Linked DNA regions of Mus musculus: region 1 is linked to region 2. Evidence: chromatin contacts called from public promoter capture Hi-C data. All regions are on one chromosome and are shown on one strand. Each heading gives the region's core, a stretch centred on a gene start, on an enhancer-like site or on the middle of the called end of the contact. The rest is flanking DNA. Distances are from core to core; before and after follow the strand shown. Region 1 holds the start of Mpv17l2 (MPV17 mitochondrial membrane protein-like 2). Region 2 holds the start of Isyna1 (myo-inositol 1-phosphate synthase A1).

The links. Capture Hi-C pulls out chosen DNA fragments and counts their contacts.
Region 1: a promoter capture Hi-C map of liver shows a contact between it and region 2. The contact joins the promoter of Mpv17l2 here to the promoter of Isyna1 in region 2. A contact is called at or near these places in 13 of 39 promoter capture datasets (the C10 cell line, cranial neural crest, embryonic stem cells and 6 more), 1 of 15 datasets of contacts at CTCF or cohesin (embryonic stem cells), 16 of 484 Hi-C or Micro-C datasets (B cells, CD4 T cells, CD8 T cells and 6 more), 12 of 115 datasets of contacts at active chromatin or transcription factors (CD8 T cells, the SCID.adh cell line, embryonic stem cells and 3 more) and 4 of 9 other capture datasets (adipose tissue, embryonic stem cells, liver and 1 more).

The regions. Positions count from the first base shown.
Region 1 is chr8:70,759,479-70,762,178 of GRCm38.p6, forward strand. Mpv17l2 (MPV17 mitochondrial membrane protein-like 2) reads right to left here and starts at 1,443. Exons shown (of 5, transcript NM_183170.2): 1 at 1,242-1,443; 2 at 890-1,060. The coding sequence starts at 1,428. 6330537M06Rik (a long non-coding RNA gene) reads left to right here and starts at 1,637. Exons shown (of 2, transcript XR_003947402.1): 1 at 1,637-1,710.
Region 2 is chr8:70,593,185-70,595,884 of GRCm38.p6, forward strand. It overlaps Isyna1 (myo-inositol 1-phosphate synthase A1), which reads left to right and starts at 1,297. Exons shown (of 11, transcript NM_023627.1): 1 at 1,297-1,359; 2 at 1,436-1,564; 3 at 1,639-1,800; 4 at 1,955-2,087; 5 at 2,177-2,370; 6 at 2,521-2,670. The coding sequence starts at 1,445.

The sequences.
Region 1 (2,700 bases), core at 193-2,692, 170 kb after region 2:
ACCAAGAAGTAGTTATAAAGGCTGAGGTGGCTGCAAGGCAGAAGCAGGGCAGGTCTCAGGCAGAGCAGCAGGCAGGTCCAGGAAAATGAGAGGTTGGTGTGAGGGAGCCTGAGTTACTTATGAAAACATAAATGCGTGAGCCTAGATCACGAGCCCCATCGCTGTGTTAACAGGTACCTTTGTCAATTTGACTTAGCCTAGAGTTATCGGATAGTCTCCGGGGGCTGTCTACATGCATTGGCCTGTGGGATGCTTGTATAGGCTTATGTAATTAAGTTAGTTGATGTGGGAAGACCCAGGGTCCTGGACTGCTCATGAGTGGTAAAATAGTCTGAACAAAGCAAGAAATCATGCAGTTCTCTCTGGCTGAGATGTGACTAGCTGTGTATAGTTCCTGCCTGGTTTCCCCACAACTGTGGCTGAAAAACCCTTTCTGGCCCAGACTCCTTTTGGTTAGGATTTTAGAAAGTTGGGAGTGGTGACACACATTAATGCTAGCACTCAGGGAGGCGAGGCAGGCACAATCAGCCTGGTCTACAAAGAGATGTTCAGGCCAGTTGGGACTACATGTGAGTCTCTGTCTCAAAATGGGGACAGGAAACTGGGCTACTGACCAGTTGGTAGCAAACTCAAGGCAGCGAGAGTACATGATGCCTCCTAGAACAAAGCAATCCCAGTACTCGGGAGGCAGAGGCAGGTGGATCTATGTGAGTTTGACACCAGCCTGGTCTTCAGAGCAAGTTCCTCCAGGGCAGCAAGGTCTACACAAAGAAACCTTGGGGGGGGGGAGGGAAAAAATAGAAGAGAAGCCCCGTCAGCACTCCCCTAAGCACAAACCAGGCTCTGCCCATCACAACTTCTGAGTTCTCAAAGTCCTGCTGCTCCTTACCCAGGAAGTACCAGACGCCCAGAATGGGAGATGCCACCGTTTGATCCACTAGCACCTTCTTCATCACACTCGGGAGGCTTCGTAGGCCCGACGCGGGGAGGAGGCGGTCCAACCACAGATACCAGAAGTGTAGGAAGGGGCCCATGCTGCAGCCCACGGCGAACATGCTGGCTGCGGGACAGGGAGAGTCAATGGCAGAACCTCCTGGCGAGGTGCAGAGAGACTGACAGGACCCATCAGAGTGGGTGCCAGGTCCCAGAGTGATTGACAGGCCCCAGGAAGGTGGGTGCCCGGTCCAGGTGACCGCTCGGTCTCTGGGGGTCCCTCTCGTTCGCGCACAGGTCCCTCTCACCTGAGCGCCGCGCGCTGAATCTCTGTCCAGGCCGCGCGCGCACTTCCCAGACCTGTCGCGCGCCATCGCCCGCGGCCATGAGCACGCCGCAGCCCAGTGTGTTGGTGAGGAGCAGCGCGCGGCCCTGGAACAGCGGGCGCCCCGCAGCCAACGCCTTGCGAGCCCAGCGCCAGCCTCCCAGAGCCATCGCCGCTACAGACACCAGGGAGCCGCGGCAGCCGAGCGCCGGGCCCGCGCCAATCACATGCCCCGCCGAAGAACCGCCCTATTCAGAACGGACCAATCCAAAACCCCAAAGCTCCGCCTCTCAAAGGAAGTGACCAATCGTCCTCAAGCGTTGCGGCAGGCCGCTCACGCCGAACACGGGAAGTCCTATTTTGCTTTACCCACTTTTCTGCTCTCAGCGGACCAATGGGCAAGCGCACATGAGTCTCGCGGGCCTCCCACCCCTGAGCCGAGCTGACCAATGGTAGGTGGCTGCCTCTCGCCTCGCCGCCTCGCCCACAAAGCTTCCTGGGAATGGGCGGGGCGAGGGGCATTAGCAAAGCTGCTGGACTTGACCTTGGCGTGACCTCTCCTGTGCCAGCGAAGCTGCTCAGGCAAGTTCATAGACACCGGTCTAACCTCAGCTATTTGAGACCTATGCTCATACAGCCCAGGCTACAGCCTCCACCGCCGCGCCACACCTCTGCGTTTCGAAGACTGAATAGGAGTTCATTATGCAAAATTCATGTATTGATCTCTTCACAGCAACTTTGTGTCACTCTGGAAACAAACATCCTTACTTCCTTTATTCTTTAACCATACACAAGACAAGCCACTAAACTGTTGTCCGATGCCCAGGTTTTCGAGTATCTCACCTGCCTTTTCCAGGAAAGTCTTATTTATTTCCTACAGTAAACACATGCTCCCGACCCCCCTTTAAGTCTCTGCCCCATCATAGGTTTTATAGTTACGTGTTTATCCATGAATTTCTGTTCTGCCTAAGGAACTCCTATTCATTCTTCAAAGCCCAATTCTAAAATGCCTATCCTCATTATATAGACTCTACACATCCCATCCTTCCAGTCTTCATTCCTCCCCTGGCCTATCCTGGCTTCACTAAACTAGTGACAGGATTGGTTCTGCATTTCCTGGACAGAGGACTCATTGGTAACTGGTCCTTGGCATCTTTAGGTGTGAAGGTCAATTCTGTCAATCAGACAGGATCTAGAGTCACCTTGAAGACAACCCCGGGGGCATATGAGATGGTTGGTCTAGAAAAGTGGTTCTCAACCTTCCTGATGCTATGACCTTTTAATATAGTTCCTCATGCTGTGCTGACCCCCGACTATAACGTTTTGTTGTTAGGTAATTTTGCTACTGTTATGATTTGTAAATATCTGATATGTGACCGCTGTGAAAGGGTTGTCTGACCTCCCCCAAGGGGTGTGGACTCACAGGGTGAGAGCAGCTGGTC
Region 2 (2,700 bases), core at 47-2,546:
CAAGCAGAAAGCACAGGCTGGGCATGCGTCAGAGGCAGCATGTTTGTTTTCAAAGGGAAAAGTCAAAGGCAGCCTGTGAGGGAGGGCTGGGGTCAGTAGGACTCCCTTGAGGCCTTGGCCAGACTTCTGACAGTTCTGAGGCAGCTGAGGGGGTGGAAGGAGAGTCAGGCACCCTGTGGGCCGCTGTGTACTCACTACCTAGGAACAGCTTGACCATGCTCTTCCATCGCCTTCCCAGAGCCCAGGGCTAACCCTTGTCCCCACGCACCTCCCAACCAGAGCAGTCTGCTACAGCGACCCCAACCCCACCCTGGTCAAGGATGTCCTCCCGGGAAGGGCCCTTTTGGGGACTCGGCCTTGCTCCCAGCCCCGAGCCCCTTGCAAAATGAATGTCCCAGTGCAGTCTTTCTGCCTCAACCTCCCAAATGCTGAGATGACCGATATTGGCCACCAGACAGTTTCATTACCTAAAAGAGATAAACAATCTGCCATTTCTACTGTGGCACACCACAAGAGGACAGAAAGTGGGCAGCAATCTAAAGCACAACCCATTTCCCCATGGTGCTCCTCAGCCCTTGCATCTGAGACCCTCCCCGGAGCTTTACTTTAGGGGGTGTAGCGGGTTCCGCCTGTAGTTCTCCCATGACAATCTCCCCTTCATACATCAAAACGATCCCCAACAGTCCCCTCCTCTGGGAACCCTGCCTGAGTCTCTTCACCGGGATGAGTTCAGTTGGGCTGGTTCGTGTTAGCAACGGCAAATAAAGTCTTGACACCCACAGAGCGGGCCCCCTCTTATTTTCGTGCAGACATTTCGGACAATCCACCTTTTTGGCACAGCTCCAGCTGTGGAAAGTTTCCGCTAGGAGGAGGCCACTTGTTTTGGAAAGTTCTGGGGGCACCTCCCCCGCCTGCCTGCCGAGTTCCCATGTTCCTTATCACTGTGCCTACCCAGGGGGAGGCCGCGTAGACCTGCCCATTCTGTCTCCTCCTCTGGGCAGGGCCATCAGGCCAGTGATCGCAGCTGGAGGACTGGGAGAGGGCGGGACAGACAGCCGAGCAGCTCTGAGACCCCCCCCCCCCCCAAAAAGCCCCTCGACCAGACATGCCCCACCTCCCTGTCGGTGGCCATCGCTCATTGGCTGCCTGGTGGTACAAGGGTGCGCAGCGAGGTAACGCGCAAGACGCTCGCGCCTGAGACTCCTTCCGGCTACCTGGGTTTAGAGCACCCAGAACCCTGGTCGCAAGTCACGCCCATCAGGGGCGTGGTCGAGGCGTGGCATCGGCGTTTTTCTTCGCTGCCCCAGAGCCCTCGGGCCCACGCTGTCCGCTGCCGCAGTCTGATCCAACTCTGGGCCGGTAAGTACGAACCTATCCTAGGCCGTAAGGTTGGCTCTCGGGTGGTGATTCCGCGCTCACTGGCTCTGGCCCACAGCTCGCCACGATGGAGCCCGCCGCCGAGATCCTCGTGGATAGCCCGGACGTGGTCTACAGCCCCGAAACCATCGAGGCGCGCTACGAGTACCGGACAACGCGCGTCAGCCGCGAGGGCGGCGTGCTGCGGGTGCGCGCGGGGCGCGGGCGGCGGAGGACACTGGGAACCCGAGGTCCCGCGACTCACTCCCAACTCTTCCTTAGGTGCAGCCCAGGGCTACGCGTTTCACCTTCCGCACCGCCCGGCAGGTGCCCCGACTCGGGGTCATGTTGGTCGGCTGGGGCGGGAACAACGGCTCCACGCTCACTGCTGCTGTTCTGGCCAATCGGCTGCGCCTAACCTGGCCCACGCGCACAGGTCGCAAGGTGGGGGCCGTGGCTACTAGGAGAATACGGGGTGGGGGTGTGGCGAGCAGAACTGGGGGAGGGGCGTGGCTTGTTGGACTAGCGCGTCTCAGCAAGCCGGACCCCTCAGCCCCTCAACACCCTGCTCTGCTTGCCGCACCCCCTCCCTTCCCAGGAGGCAAACTATTATGGATCGTTGACCCAGGCGGGCACCGTGAACTTGGGTCTGGATGAGAACGGCCGGGAGGTGTTTGTGCCCTTCAGTGCGCTGCTACCCATGGTGGCCCCCAACGACCTGGTGTTTGATGGTGGGCAAAGCCTCGGGACGGGATGGGGTTAAGTGTGGGAGGGCCCAGGGTACGGGATGGGTCCTGTGTTAAGGGTCCCCGCAACCCAGGCTGGGATATCTCGTCGCTGAACCTGGCCGAGGCCATGCGGCGCGCGCAGGTCCTGGACTGCGGTCTGCAGGAACAGCTGTGGCCCCACATGGAGAGCCTGCGTCCGCGGCCCTCAGTCTACATTCCTGAGTTCATCGCTGCCAACCAGACAGCACGTGCGGACAACCTCATCCCTGGCACACGTGCCCAACAGGTGGGGTCCTCGACCCACTCCCAGGCCTTACTGTCACCTGTTACATGGCCACATGGTCTCTCCCTTTGGCAATAATTCCTATACCCCGGGGCCCAAGCCTCCGGACAACTTAAGACAACCTCCACCTAATCTTCCTCCTTCCTTTCCCAGTTGGAGCAAATCCGAAAGGACATTAGAGATTTCCGATCCAGTGCGGGATTGGATAAGGTCATCGTGCTGTGGACCGCCAATACGGAGCGCTTCTGCGAGGTGGTCCCAGGTCGCAATGACACAGCAGAAAACTTGCTACATACTATCCAGGTGTGCGTTTGCCCAAGATTCCTGGGGATC